Linked DNA regions of Mus musculus: region 2 is linked to region 1. Evidence: chromatin contacts called from public HiChIP or PLAC-seq data. All regions are on one chromosome and are shown on one strand. Each heading gives the region's core, a stretch centred on a gene start, on an enhancer-like site or on the middle of the called end of the contact. The rest is flanking DNA. Distances are from core to core; before and after follow the strand shown.

Region 1 (6,709 bases), core at 3,222-5,721:
AAACAAACATAAGCTGGGCATGGTGGCCTAGCTTTAATCCCAGTAGTCCAGATGCAGAGGCAGGCAGATCTTTGTGAGTTTGACGCTAGCCAGAGCTACACAGTGAGACCCTGTTGTCAATATAAAAACAAAAACCAACAACCAAAACAAATGTATATTGTTAATGTTTTTCATAACATACCAAAGAAAACTGCTATCATATTAAATTACATTTGTAAACTAAACTATGAAACATTTTTATTCTATTCAGTCCTCTATACACAGCGAAGTATCTCTTTGCATATAAGTTTCCATTAGGAAAGGTCATATTTTTAAACCTTATTACACAGAGATTTTAGTGCTATGGGATAATCCAGGTTTTCAGTAAAATCTCAAATGATTTTTTTTCCTCTGTCTAAAAGGAAAAAATAGAGGGTATGATGAAAGCCAAGCAAAACCAAAACTGTGACAGCATGCGGCAGAGCTGCATGCTTTGTCCACTGAGCCAGGCAGCAGCAGAGGCACATGCAGAGCGCACAGCACTCACCACATGCAAAATGTCGTTCAGGGTGGAGAGACGGCTGAGCAGTTAACAGCACTTCTGCTCCTGCAGAAGACCAAGGTTTGGTTCCCAGCAGCCATAGGGTGGCTGCCACCTGACTGTAGCTCCCATTCTTGGGTTCTGATGCCCCCTTCAGTTCCATATGAGTACTGTATGCATGTGGTATACACATACATGCAGCCAAAACACTTCTACAAATTAAAATTTATTTTAAAAATATTGTACGTGCATTGGTGTTTTGCCTGCATGCATGCCTGTGTGAGCGAGTTGGACCCCCTGCAAGCAGAGCTATAGACAGCTGTGACTTGCCATGTGGTGCTGGGAACTGAATGCGTATATGCTTCATAGTTGGAGAGAGGGTCTCGTTACACAGCTGATCCGTTTCTCCAGCCCTACAAATTAAAATCTTAAAAAAATTTTTATTTATTCATTTATTTGTTTTGAGAGAGGGTCTCACTACATAGCCATGGCTGCCCTGAAACTTGATATGTAGGCTAGGTTGACCTTTAACTCATAGCAATCTGCTTGCCTTTGCCTCCTAAGAGCTGTGATTTAAAGGGATGAGTCCCATGTTTGGTCTTAAATTAAACAGACAAAAACAAAAACAAAAATAAAACAAAACAAAAACCCTTTAAAAACTTAGTTCATTTTCAGAGCAATCTGATCATCTCTCATAAACTGGTCTGGAGTCTGGTGGGGCACACTTGTGACCCTAGCACCCCAACAAAGCACGGGAACCATGAAGAGTCAACCTGGAGAGCCTACATCCAAAACAAAACAAAACAAAACAAAACAAAAACAAAAACCAAAAAACCGCTGAGCAGTGGTGGCTCACACCTTTAATCCCAGCACTCGGGAGGTAGAGTCAGGCAGATCTCTGAGTTCGAGGCCAGCCTGGTCTACAGAGTGAGCTCCAGGACAGCCAGGGCTACACAGAGAAACCCTGTCTCGAAAGCCCCCTCCCCACCCCCCCAAAAAAAACCCAACAACAAAAACCCAATAAACAATAACAAAAACAAAAAACAAAACAAAGCAAATATTTCCTTTGAGATGTAGCAGAAAACAGACCTCCAGCAGGTTTTTTAACAGTAACACACCACATACCAAATCCTCCCTAGGCCTTGAGCAATAAACTAGGTTGTCTGAAATACTCCTGTGCTTAAAGAGTGTGGCGTACTCCCAGTGTGAATCACTATCACATGTTCAAACTGTAAGGTAGTGAAACTGACCGCTTGTGCCTCTAGACATCTGTGGGCGAGCACTTATCTGTTAAACTCTACAGGTGAGTCATCATTAGAACCCTTCTTACTCCCAACTTCATGCTATCCACCTCTGTCTTTCACTTGGGAGTCCTTTAAATCAACTTCACCCTTCCAACTCTTTTAATTTTAAGAAAATATCTTCCATAGTGAAAATGGCTCTGCATCTCCCCTGTAAAGCATGTGTTTGATGAATAACTTCCCTTATCTCCTTAGTGCTGTATGTTTTCTAAGCCTTGCATGAGCTCCTCAGTGCTGAAGTCCCAAGATTGTGCTGCCTGGCAACCTAATTTAAATAACAGTTCTTCTTCTCTTCCTTCAGCAACTTAACAAAGTGCTGACTGGACAGCTACTTTCATTGAAATGGATAATTCTAATAATGTAAAGGGATGTAATCTTGGGGGAAAGAAATCCTATACTAAGCCAAGATTACATGTTAAGAAGAGGCTTTGTTACAATGTTTATTGATGCTTCCATCAAGAGTGACTTCCAGAGGCCCTCCCGCGAAAGGCTTGGTCCTCAGTTAGGTGTTACAAATACTAAAACCTTTAAAGAGGTGAAGCCCAGTGGAGTGACTCAAGTCACTCATTAGATGTGTACCCATCCCAGAAGTGGCTACTCTCACCCTCTCTGAAGATGGTCTTCACTTCCTGCACACAACGGTCTCCACAGCCCATGTTCCCAGTGTTGAACTACACAGCAGAGCCAAGCAGCACAGGCAGAAAACTGTAATTTATGGGTTAGGATGAACCCTTTCTCTTTAAGTTTCTCATCTCAGGGGCTGGTACAGTAATGCTGAGTGCAGCATCTGGAAATCAAATGCACTCTTCTGTTGTTTTGAAGAGCTATATATGTGGCTATACTTGAGAGTAAGAAATTCTTAAAAAGACAATGGCTATGAAACAACCTAAATACTACTAAGCTTGTTAAGTTACTTTTCTTTGACTGCTTTTTGTTTGTTTTGGTTTTTCAAGGCAGGGCTTTTCTGAGTCCTTGAACTCAAAAGATCTGCCTGCCTCTGCATCACCACTGATGGATTAAAGGTGTATATCACCATGCCTGGCTTAAATGAGCTATTTTAGTAAGAAATATAAAAAGTAACAGTAACACATTAAAAAAAACAATTATTGAGTGTACATGCTGTTGTTTTAGATAAAACATAAGCTTTTATAGAAGGTCATTTTAAGAACAAATAAAAACCCATGTATGATAAAACATATGTCTGAATAAAAATAAAAATTCTTGGTTCTTTCCAGTCAAGCACTTATTTGCTGGAAGCAAAACCCCTTGTGCAGCAATGGGCCTGTAGTGAGGAAGGCTGGAAGTAAGCAGCGGGTGGAGTCAGGTTAGGCCTCTGGTTTCTTGCCCATGAGTCAGAACAGGAATGGCCCATGAGCATTCGTGGCTGTGGGAAGCAAGGAAGGAAACACATATGAAGGTGCTCTGACAATGAGCGTGTGCTTCCTAAACGCAGCACAGTCCAGCAATGGCAAGAGAGGGGACAGAAGAAGTCCATGTTCTGAGGTGAAGGTCACAGAAAGGCGCTCTCTGGTGAGCTCTACTGCGGACAAACGAAGGCCCAGTCAAGGAGGGCTGCCTAGCAGTGCTGAGGACTCAGAGCATCTGCAGACCTGAAGATGTGTTCACTAGTGCCTACTGGTTTGGTACTGAGGAGCCAACAAGTCGTTTCCAAAAGGAGCGGAACTCAAGTGGACTTCACTGCAGTTGCTCACTCAGGCCGCACACATCTGCTTCAGCCATGTGAACCCACACCAACGCTGGCAACAATTGCAAAGACCACATACACAAGCCTCATCTTTGCAGGCACCCAATGCAGCCACAGAGCCCTCTGTTACAGCTGGCTGCACGATCTCTGATGGGAGGAAACTGGAAGCTGGGTCTCAGATGCTTCTATTACTAAAACTGAGACCTGAGTGGCTGTCTACTGGGGAGGACAAGCACACAGGCTCAAAGGACCTTGGGCTGCACGCAAAGAGTTAAGGGCTGCACACAAGATAAGATCTGGTGTATTCATCTGAACCTGAGGCTATCTTACAGTAGCTTACAGAGGCATTTGTAGGTCATAAAAAGAAGTAAAGAGATAACAAGGAAGATTTGAAATAAAATTATAAGCCACCAAGAAAGATGTTATTGCAAATTGAGAATGCACACAGTATTGCCTCTGTAAGTGTTTATGGAAATAACCTCATTAGGCATTAATAAGTTCCAAGCACTGAAAGCACTTTTGCCAGTGTCTATCGAGAAGCAAAATGATCTTTAAATCCATTTCTACTGCTTCTCTATGTCACTTGAATCTACACTTAATTCAACAATGAGGACGGACGCTTCCAGCAGTTTCAGGTCGTTGTAGTATGGCGGGGGAGAGGGATCTGCTTACTTACTAAGTGTCACACTTAGTGCGGTAAAGGGGACGACTCCTTAGCTCTGGTGTATCGCCACAAAACAAGTATACATGGTCAAATTTGAAAACTTCTAAGCTCACCATTACAAAACACTTCTCAAACAAAAATCAAACCCAGCATACCCTCCACCCTACCTTCCCCCAGACTGCAACAATCTTGAAGGCAACACAGCATGTCTTGCTCAGGGCACTAATTCTGGTATTTTGACTGTAAAGGTCAAAATGTTTTCTTAACTATGAACCCTTACCAAGACTTTCACTTCCTTCTGGCATTCTATAATTAGAATTTTAAATGTTGGGATCACATGAATGATACATATTAATAACTGCACAGAAAAGCTAAACATAGCCACCAATAAAAAGTCCTTTAGGTTAAGTAATTCTGACATCACAAACACCGCTTAAATGTTTGTGAGACTTGGTCTCTCCTGGGCAGCCCAGCTTGCTGGGTCTGCAGCAATGGTTACCTTTCCTGGGATGAAGCAACAGAGGTTGGAATCCACATACTTCATGAAGGTCATATTCAACAGTGACAACCTCGTTTCCACAGCGGCAAGGATGTCTGCATGACGAGCTAAAGAATGGTTTCTTCTTTCTGACTCTCTCCTAAAATAACAATAAAAGTCACTGGCAACCATGAAAGCAGTAGTAAAGGGTAAACTGTTAGCTAATCTGAGCAGCATAAACAGATGAACTTCAACATGCTAATTGAGACATTTGGAACTAGGTCAGAATTGTAATGCTCAGGTTTCTTTAACAAGAACCATTGCCAACAAGACATCTGTAGAAAAGAAAATCACTTTGAAGACACAGATAAAGCTGGCAGTGTAGCTCAGTGGTAGATCACTTGCCCAGGGTCTGTGAGGCCCTAGGTTTGAACCCCCCCACACACACACACACAGACACACACACACAGACACACACACACAGACACACACACACACAGACACACACACACACAGACACACACACACAGACACACACACACACAGACACACACACACACAGACACACACACACAGGAACATTAGATTTCTTTTGTTGGCTATGCTAGGTCCAGTAAGTCAGTATGTTTATTTAGGAGGCCGCTGTGCATACACTGTAGCAACGTCACACCCTATTTAGTATGCAGTTACGCAGAGCAGACTGTATTTAGAGGGGCACAACCATCACCATTCTCTAAACTCAGCACACCTTCATCACCATGAAAAGGAAGCCTGGACTCATCAGGTGCCCATCTGGCAACTCCTGTGTCCTTCTGTGTATTCTATAGTGCCTTTACTTTGAACACTGGAGTAAACAGGACCGTGCCGGGCAGCCCTTTGTGCCTGGCTTTCATACTTGCTACAGCTCACAGTTCACTCTGCTCTAGCATTGACCTGTCACTGCTGAATAGCATCCCCTTATACACAGGCGTCATCCCTTTACACATCTGGGTCCTTCCTACATTTGATTATGAATAAAGATCCAAGAACATCTGTGCAGTGTGTGTTTTGGCTCTGCTGGAGACCATGTCAGGTGGACATGCTAGTCAAGTGTTCCACTGAGGGATAAATAGTTCTTGCTTTCAAGTGTTTGTATGCATACACATTTTAATTTCTCTTGAAAACATACTTAGGGCAAATTGCTTTAACGTAATGTCTGTTTAACTTTTAATTTGGCTATCTTTATTTGTTCATCTTGTCTTTTACAAAAGCATTTAATTTTATGGGTATGAATGTTTTATATGCACGTATTTATGTGCACCATGCGGGTGCCTGATACCCACAGAGGTCAGAAGAAGTGCTGGATCCCCTGGAACTAGAGTTACAGAAGGTTGTGAGCTACATGTGGCTGCTAGGTTCTAGCAGGGCAACAAGTGCTCTAAGCTGCTGAGTCACCTTTCCAGGTTCCATTCTTCTTTCTGAGACATGTCTCAGCACACAGCTCAAGCTAGCTTCAAACTTGCTTTGTAGCGGAGCCAGGCTTCAAGCTTGATTCTCCTGTCTCAGTTTCTTGAGTATTGAAATTAGAGGTGTGTACCATGGTACCGAGCCGCCCAAGCCACGCTTGTGACATTATGTTCTCTAAGGGTTCAGAACATGTACAGTCAGCTACAGTCCCTTTTCTCTACAGTTTGGTACTGGCCAGCTTTATATGCACACAGTTTTGCTCAAGCTCCATTTTTATTTTTTTAAATTTACTCTGTGTGTGTATACATATGAAGATCATAGGACAACCTGTGGGAATCAGTTAGTTCTCTTTGTATCATGTGATTCTTAGGGAGAGAATTCAGGTCATCAGTGCCCTTATCTATAAGCAATTATCATTATTATTATTACTACTACTACTACTATTACTATTATTTTTAGACAGGGTCTCTTTGTGTATCTTGGCTGTCCTAGAGTTTACCACGTGGCAGGTTGGCTCTGAACTCATGAGAGCTTCTCCTGCTTCTGTCTCCAAAATGCTGAGTATCACCATGCCTGGCCAATCTTTAAAAACCAT
Region 2 (6,705 bases), core at 3,854-6,353, 140 kb after region 1:
TGTTGTTGTTGTTTTGTTTAAACTACAGTTGAAGTTAATTTTTCTGTTCAATTTGGCCTGAGAGAATAGGAAATCAGAAGGTCTCAGGAGTATAGATTGCTCAAGCTCTCCAAAGTTTCTTTCTTAACAACTGTTGAAACAGCTTCTTGAAATTAAAGCACCGGTCTTTGCCCTCTCTGCCCAGCCATGTTCCTTGGGTGTTTCTGCCTTTTTCAGGTTGTAGGAGAGAAGAGAGGGAGTTCTTGATGTCCACAAAGTTCCTGTCATCTAAGTGTGTTTCTTTATTTTTCTGCTATTTGTTTTGGGTGCTAGGTTTGAACCCAGGCCCTTATACTAAGTCGCAGGTCTTTACCACTGAGTGAACCCAGCCCTTGAAGCTGTGCAGGCGTCGTCATTGAGACCTGTGATTGTGTTTTGTTTGTTTTCAACTTTAGACCAATCGAGTGTTTTGACATTAACTTTATTTGTAAATGTATATGTGATAGACTTTTTAAAGAGACATGAAGGATTTAATTTATATATGATGACTTCTTTTTTAAAAAGACATGAAGGAAATTTGGTCATAGTCTTTTGATTCATAATTGTATCAGAGATGTCAAGGTTGATGGTACAGGATAAAGGTTAATTACTGGTGATGGACTCAGATGCTTATCTAAGGGAGAAGAAAGTGACCTCGCGGATACAGTATTACTGCTTTGTAAAATCTATCTTCCCATTTTATTCAGTTCACGTAGAAGGCTACCCTTTATGTATGTCTGTGCAGCAAGTGTTGACAATGCCCTAGAGGTCAAAAGAGGCACTGGACACCCTGGAGATGGGGTTAGAGTGTTGTCAGCTGCCATGTGGCTGCTTGGAATTGAACCTGGCTCCTCTGGAAGAGCAGTCAGTGGTGCTCTCAACTCAGAATCTCTACAGTCCTGCCTGCAATTCTTCATGGGAGTTTCATTGAAAACTGTGACTTGAATTGTTAATTTGAGCATCTTATAGCACCTAGGATTTCTTTCCAGTCCCATTGCAAACAAAAACACAATGAAGCTTTAAAATGTTATGGAGTTATATTTGTGTGAAGTTTTGTTGTCCAGTCTTGTTTGTGATGTTTGGGTAGGAACCTTGGACCTTCTCCCACTGAGGGAGACACCTCCAGCTATTGTTCTGGTTTTTTTTTTTTTTTTTTTTTGGTTTTTTTTTTGTTTTTTGTAATTTCTTTTATTAGATATTTTCTTCATTAACATTTTAAATGCTATCCGAAAGTCCCCTATGCCCTCCCCCGCCCTGCTCCCCTACCCACTTATTCCCACTTCTTTGCCCTGGCGTTCCCCTGTACTGAGGCATACAAAGTTTGCAAGACCAAGGGGCCTCTCTTCCTAATGATGGCCGACTAGGCCATCTTCTGATACATATGCAGCTAGAGACACGAGCTCTGGGGATAATGGTTAGTTCATATTGTTGTTCCATGTTCTGGGTTTTTTTTGTGTGTTATTTTAAAAGGTCAGAACCTGACTCCTTAGTTTGGCAGAACTTTCTTTTGGAAAAGAACAATTTCAGATCTTTGTTTTGTTTTGTTTGCCCAGAGCAAGTACAGTACCTGCTGGTTATTAATTGTTATAAACTAATTGTTGGCTGCTCAGAGTTGAAAAAATATGTCTGAACGCCAAGGAGGTATTTTCCTGTATTTTTAAGACATATAGGTAAATGAAAAATAACTAGCTTTCTGTAAACGTGATGGTTGTATCCACATCTGCTTTCCTCTGTGGTGCCAGCTGTCTATTTCTCTAGGCTTGTGCTATCCTTCGCTTTTAGGGCAAAAGGAGGTTGACCCTAACTCACAGTCAGTACATAACTGCTGGAAAACGGCCTTTTGGGGATTTTCTCATGCTCTGTTTATAGTTTTTAACATCTAGAATTCTGTTGGAGTGACCATATATAGACTTTTCTATCTTATAAACCCCCCATATTCTACATTCTAACATGATATTGTATTTTTCCTTCTAATAACTAGGAATTGAGTTTGTCTGCTCTGTGTATTGGGTGGCCATTATGTATAGAAGTAGGCCAGAAGTTGACAAGAGTCTTTTTTTAAGTGTCATACATTCAAACAGTTTTTCTTTTAGCTGCTGGGCTAACAGAATGCTTCCTCTCTGGGGAAGGTAAGCTTTGTGAGATGCCTAGGGGGTGTTTGTTGTTGGCCTCCTAGATACGGATCATTTATGGTCTATAAACACTGCTGGTCTCCCGTTCCCTCCCATGCTGGGACGTTTACTTCTTGGATGCTTCCTGCTGTAGTTCTGACATTCTAATGAGGATCCTTTCCCCGTTGGTTTCACAGAGTTTAAAGTTCTTGTGAGTGGTGTAATCTGAGCGGCGAAGCCCACGTGGTCTTTCTTCTGTCTTTTGTAGGCGTTCAGGAGAAGATGGGCATAATGAACAAAGGCGTCATTTATGCACTGTGGGATTACGAGCCGCAGCATGACGATGAGCTGCTCATGAAAGAAGGAGATTGCATGACCGTCATCCGCAGAGAAGATGAAGAGGAGATCGAGTGGTGGTGGGCGCGCCTTAACGATAAGGAAGGATATGTTCCACGCAACTTGCTAGGAGTAAGTCACTCCAATGCTGACGTGTTTCATATATGAACTGCTGTGTAGAGTCAGTGCAGTTTACTGCCTTTGTTATAAGACGTGATACAGGGCTCAGCACTTAGGAGCACTTGCTGCTCTTGAAGAAGACTCAGGTTCAGTTCCCGGTGTCTCCATGGCTGTTCTCAATTGTCTAGAAACTCCAATTTTAGGGGACCTAATGCCTGCTCACTGCACATACATGGCATACATACATACATACATACATGCTGACAAAGCACTCATACACATAAAATCTTTTTTAAAACACAAGGCTTAAATTTATGATGCCCTTAATTTAGACTCACAGGTATATCTACAGTGCACTTGATTATACTTTGAGTGTATTAATAGTTTAAGCTCAGGATAATATATTCCAAATTTGTGCCTTAGGCTCTTTTATAGGTTTAACCCAGGTGCCATGTAGGTCATGCCCATGTTCCCAGCACTTGGGAGATGGAAGTAGGAAGATCAAAAACAAGGTCCTCCATGGGCTTGGATATTCCTGTCTGCAGCCTGCACACAACAAAGACTCTCGGAGTGAGTGAGAGAATTAGAGAGAGAGTGCAGGCGGATTGAGATCAGGCTTGGAGTGCTTGTGGATCTGCTGGTGGTGAGGAACATGAAACATGCTAAAGGGCAGGAGAGACGGTGATGGACACATGGGTCACGGAGGTCACGGGCCCTGGCTTCCACATTGCCGCCGTTCATTCAGAACATTTCTGGTCTGTGTAAGCAGGTGTTGGTGCAGACTGAAGAAGCCTGCCTCTGAGCTTGGTGTGCAGACAGTGCATATAAGACATTGGTAGGTTTTTATCAAGCGTCAGTTAGACAAGGTCTGTCCTATAGCTTTAGCTAGAAGCCTGTGGGAGATGTCCCCAGCATCACACCAGGAGCAGGGCTCTCTCTGCTAAGGTTCTTCTGCTTGAGTGTTTCAAGGAGCCTGGCCCTGGGACCTGGCATTCTGGCTTGTGACAGTGACCCCCTTCCTGTGCTTGTCTGTCACATGTCTGTTAAAAGGCATTTGCTGCACCTTAACTGCTGTTTTCTGAGAGCAGCATTTATTGTAAAATAACTGCTGAGCCATCTCTCCAGCCTCCTAATGCTCTGATCTCTCAGGAGCTGCTCAGATGAGTTCCTCTTCTCCCCTCCCCCATGTCTGTGAGTGGGATGAGACAGGGCTTGGCCATGTAGCCGAGGCTAGCCTCAGACTGAACCCTCCTGCCTTCCAAGTGCTAGGTTTACAGGTATGTCTCACCGACCTACCTCATTTGTTGGGAATTATTAACTAATTGGACATATTTGTGGTATGAAGCATGACTTTTTAATCATTTTTAAAACAGAGGGGGCGGGGGGAGAGTTTTCATGTGCCACAGTAATTGTGTGAAGTCAGAAGACATTTTTGGGAGTTGAGATTGCGATCCACTGAAGACGCCTGGCAGGCAGCGTCAGCTGCTGAACATCCCGCCTGCTCCTTCCTTGCCACCCTAACCCGAGTTTACAATAATGGCTGATTTATAAAATGGCTCAGTCAAGCTAGTAACCTGTGTAACCTGACAAAGCGGACCTTTAATTCTGTGATGGAAATAAAATCTGTTAGCGAGTTTTCAATTAGTATGTATGGTTTTAACTATTAATTCCTATGGTGTACAACAGACTGCTATTAAGTTGAATTTTCTAGTGAAGAGAATGGTTAATGAGATGGAGGATTATTCTGAGGGGGAAGCAGTCAGTCAGAGACAGGGTTGCGCTCTCAGAAGGTTTTGAAATTAACAGACAGGGATAAAGGTTGTAATTTTAGTCCTAAACTTAGAACTCCTAGTTCCCTGGTGCTCTCTTCTATAAACGTGTGCTGTATGTGTCATGTTTTAGTATCTTCTGAGTATTAAAAAATAAAGGAAATTTCACAATGTGGAATATTTAGACAGGCTCAGCCTGGAATCTGCAAAGGGCTTTGACAAATGTCTTTTCTCAGCTGAAACTGACTCTTAAATAAACACACCACCTCTTTTGTTTTCTTGTCCCTAGGAGACGAAGGGGAGGGTTTGTTTAGCTTGATGGTGAAATTCTAGTTTGACTTGCTCTGGGCCTCCAGACAGAGCCCTGCAGCCCTCACATAGCCTCCCCTCGCTCTTGTTAGGGAAAGCACAGGCCAGCAGAATCCCAAAGCATTTCATGTCTTCCGAAGTCCACTGATTCAGGCATTTGTCCTGATAGGCTCAGGTTCCACCCACAGTGCCATGTCCTGTAAATAAGGTTGAAAAAGTGTGGCTTACATATGTGGTTCCAGTACTTAGGAGTGTGAGGCAAGAGGATTGTAAGGCTAACCTGGGCTACCTTGAAAGACCCTGCCTTAAAAAAAAAAAACAAACAACGACTTTTGCCCGTCATGATGGGTTTCCAGATTCTGGAGCACACAGCAATTTACAAGTAGTCTTCAGCGTTTGGCTTCCCTGGGCTGCAGTGTGGTTGAGCAAACTGCAAGTTGAGTTCGTGCCTGGAGTCTGTGTCACGGCTCTGTGGTGCTGTTCCAGCTGCTGGGCCCTCGATGTGATCAGTGCAGATTCACTTCCTGCTTCCACAGCTCAGTGCCTTCCCGAGTTGGTTTCCTGTGTCAGCTTCCTTGCCCCTCTTCCTGTACTTATTGAAATATTGTAAAACTTCCATACATATGCCACATGTAAATCTTTTTTTAAAATTCTCTTGCAGCTATACCCAAGAATTAAACCAAGACAAAGGAGCTTGGCCTGAAACTTGAGTTAATGAAGAATTAATGAGCTAGAAGAAATACTATGATTATCCAGGAAAAAAAAATCAGAAGGCTTACTTTAATGACAGTATAGCTCAGAAGCAATGAAGAATGTGCCGTGGAAGAAAATGAAGGACCGAAGGACTCGGCGTGAGCAGAGGCATTGCTGCTGAGCCCGCACCACCCTGGCTGGCAGAATGCTCATGGCGGCGCAGCATAGGAGGCAGCCATCTGGCTTTGTCAAGAAATGGGACCATTTGCTGGACTGTGGGAAAATCAGTTTCTTGTCCTGTGTAGGGTGATTTTGGCACTGTTCCCATTCCGCTGACCTGCCAGAAAGGACCTGTGCCATCTGGCACCATCTCCAACTGCCCCTGAGCACCAGCAGGCTTTGGGATCCCCGGCGGGTGCTGTACACTTGTGTGTTATCAGTGAAGAACTGTTAGCTGCTTGTCAGTGAGCAGTAACTATTGTATGAGTTATTGTAGCATTTAAGAATTATGCGTATATTTGAAATACTGAAATTAAACTACACTACCTAATCTAAAGTAGATTTAGAATCTTGTTTTTAGATTGAATTTGAATCTATATTTATTGTCTTTTTGTATCTTGGAAATTAGAGATTTGTTATAGATTTACCTGTATTTGTCAAGATCATAGCTGGTTTTAAAAATGATTGTAATAAAATTAAACTTTATGACTCCAAGCTATTTCCTGGTTTTCCTTTTAATGTTATACACAGCTTTGGTTATGGGGCATAAGCCATTGGGCTACCTACTGCACAGCTGAGAAATAGTGAACTGCTTGATCCAACAGTCGGGCACTGTGGGAAAACTTCCTGACAGTCGTGTGATTGAGAAGTGGTTCTTAATTACAGATATGCATCTCTGCAGTTTACAAGGCTGAATGGCTAGAGTACTGTGCTTTTAAGAGACTGGGGTGAGGGTGTGTGTGCTATGTACCTGTTTCCTCATGGAGGCTGGAAGTGAATGTGGGATACCTTGGAGCTGGGGTTAAAATGGTTGGTGAACTACCTGATGTCTGTGAAGGGATCTGAACTCTGGTCTTCTATAGAGCAGTTGGTGCTCTTAACCACTGAGCCATCTCTCCAGCACCTAACTTAGTAATTTTTAAAAAGGTCATAGAGACCATAGTGAAAGAAAGCTTACTTGGACCTACAACTTCTGCTGGGCTATTTTAATGTCCTTTAATGTCCTCACTCTTTACACATTATTCATAAAGTTATAAAAATTTACTTGTTTACTTACTTATTTTTATTACCAACCAAGTAATGAGTTGTATCAGAACCCATTTTGCTTAGTGAAACCATAATAGAAGGTG

The links. HiChIP or PLAC-seq counts read pairs in DNA pulled down with a chosen protein or histone mark.
Region 2: a contact with region 1 is called in an H3K27ac HiChIP or PLAC-seq map of large pre-B cells, with 3 times the contacts expected there. The contact joins two enhancer-like sites. A contact is called at or near these places in 2 of 484 Hi-C or Micro-C datasets (cortical neurons and nephron progenitors), 1 of 115 datasets of contacts at active chromatin or transcription factors (large pre-B cells) and 4 of 9 other capture datasets (adipose tissue, embryonic stem cells, liver and 1 more).

Annotation. Positions count from the first base shown.
Region 1 is chr1:182,321,565-182,328,273 of GRCm38.p6, forward strand. It overlaps Fbxo28 (F-box protein 28), which reads right to left. Exons shown (of 5, transcript NM_175127.2): 3 at 4,690-4,828. Among named protein-coding and RNA genes, the nearest start is that of Fbxo28, 17 kb to the right of the region's middle. Within about 2 kb of position 4,472, at least 17 of the 459 cell types and tissues checked have an H3K27ac peak or open chromatin away from gene starts, as enhancers often do.
Region 2 is chr1:182,456,363-182,463,067 of GRCm38.p6, forward strand. It overlaps Trp53bp2 (transformation related protein 53 binding protein 2), which reads left to right. Exons shown (of 18, transcript NM_173378.2): 17 at 2,398-2,597; 18 at 5,325-6,074. The coding sequence ends at 5,366. Among named protein-coding and RNA genes, the nearest start is that of Trp53bp2, 51 kb to the left of the region's middle. Within about 2 kb of position 5,104, at least 85 of the 459 cell types and tissues checked have an H3K27ac peak or open chromatin away from gene starts, as enhancers often do.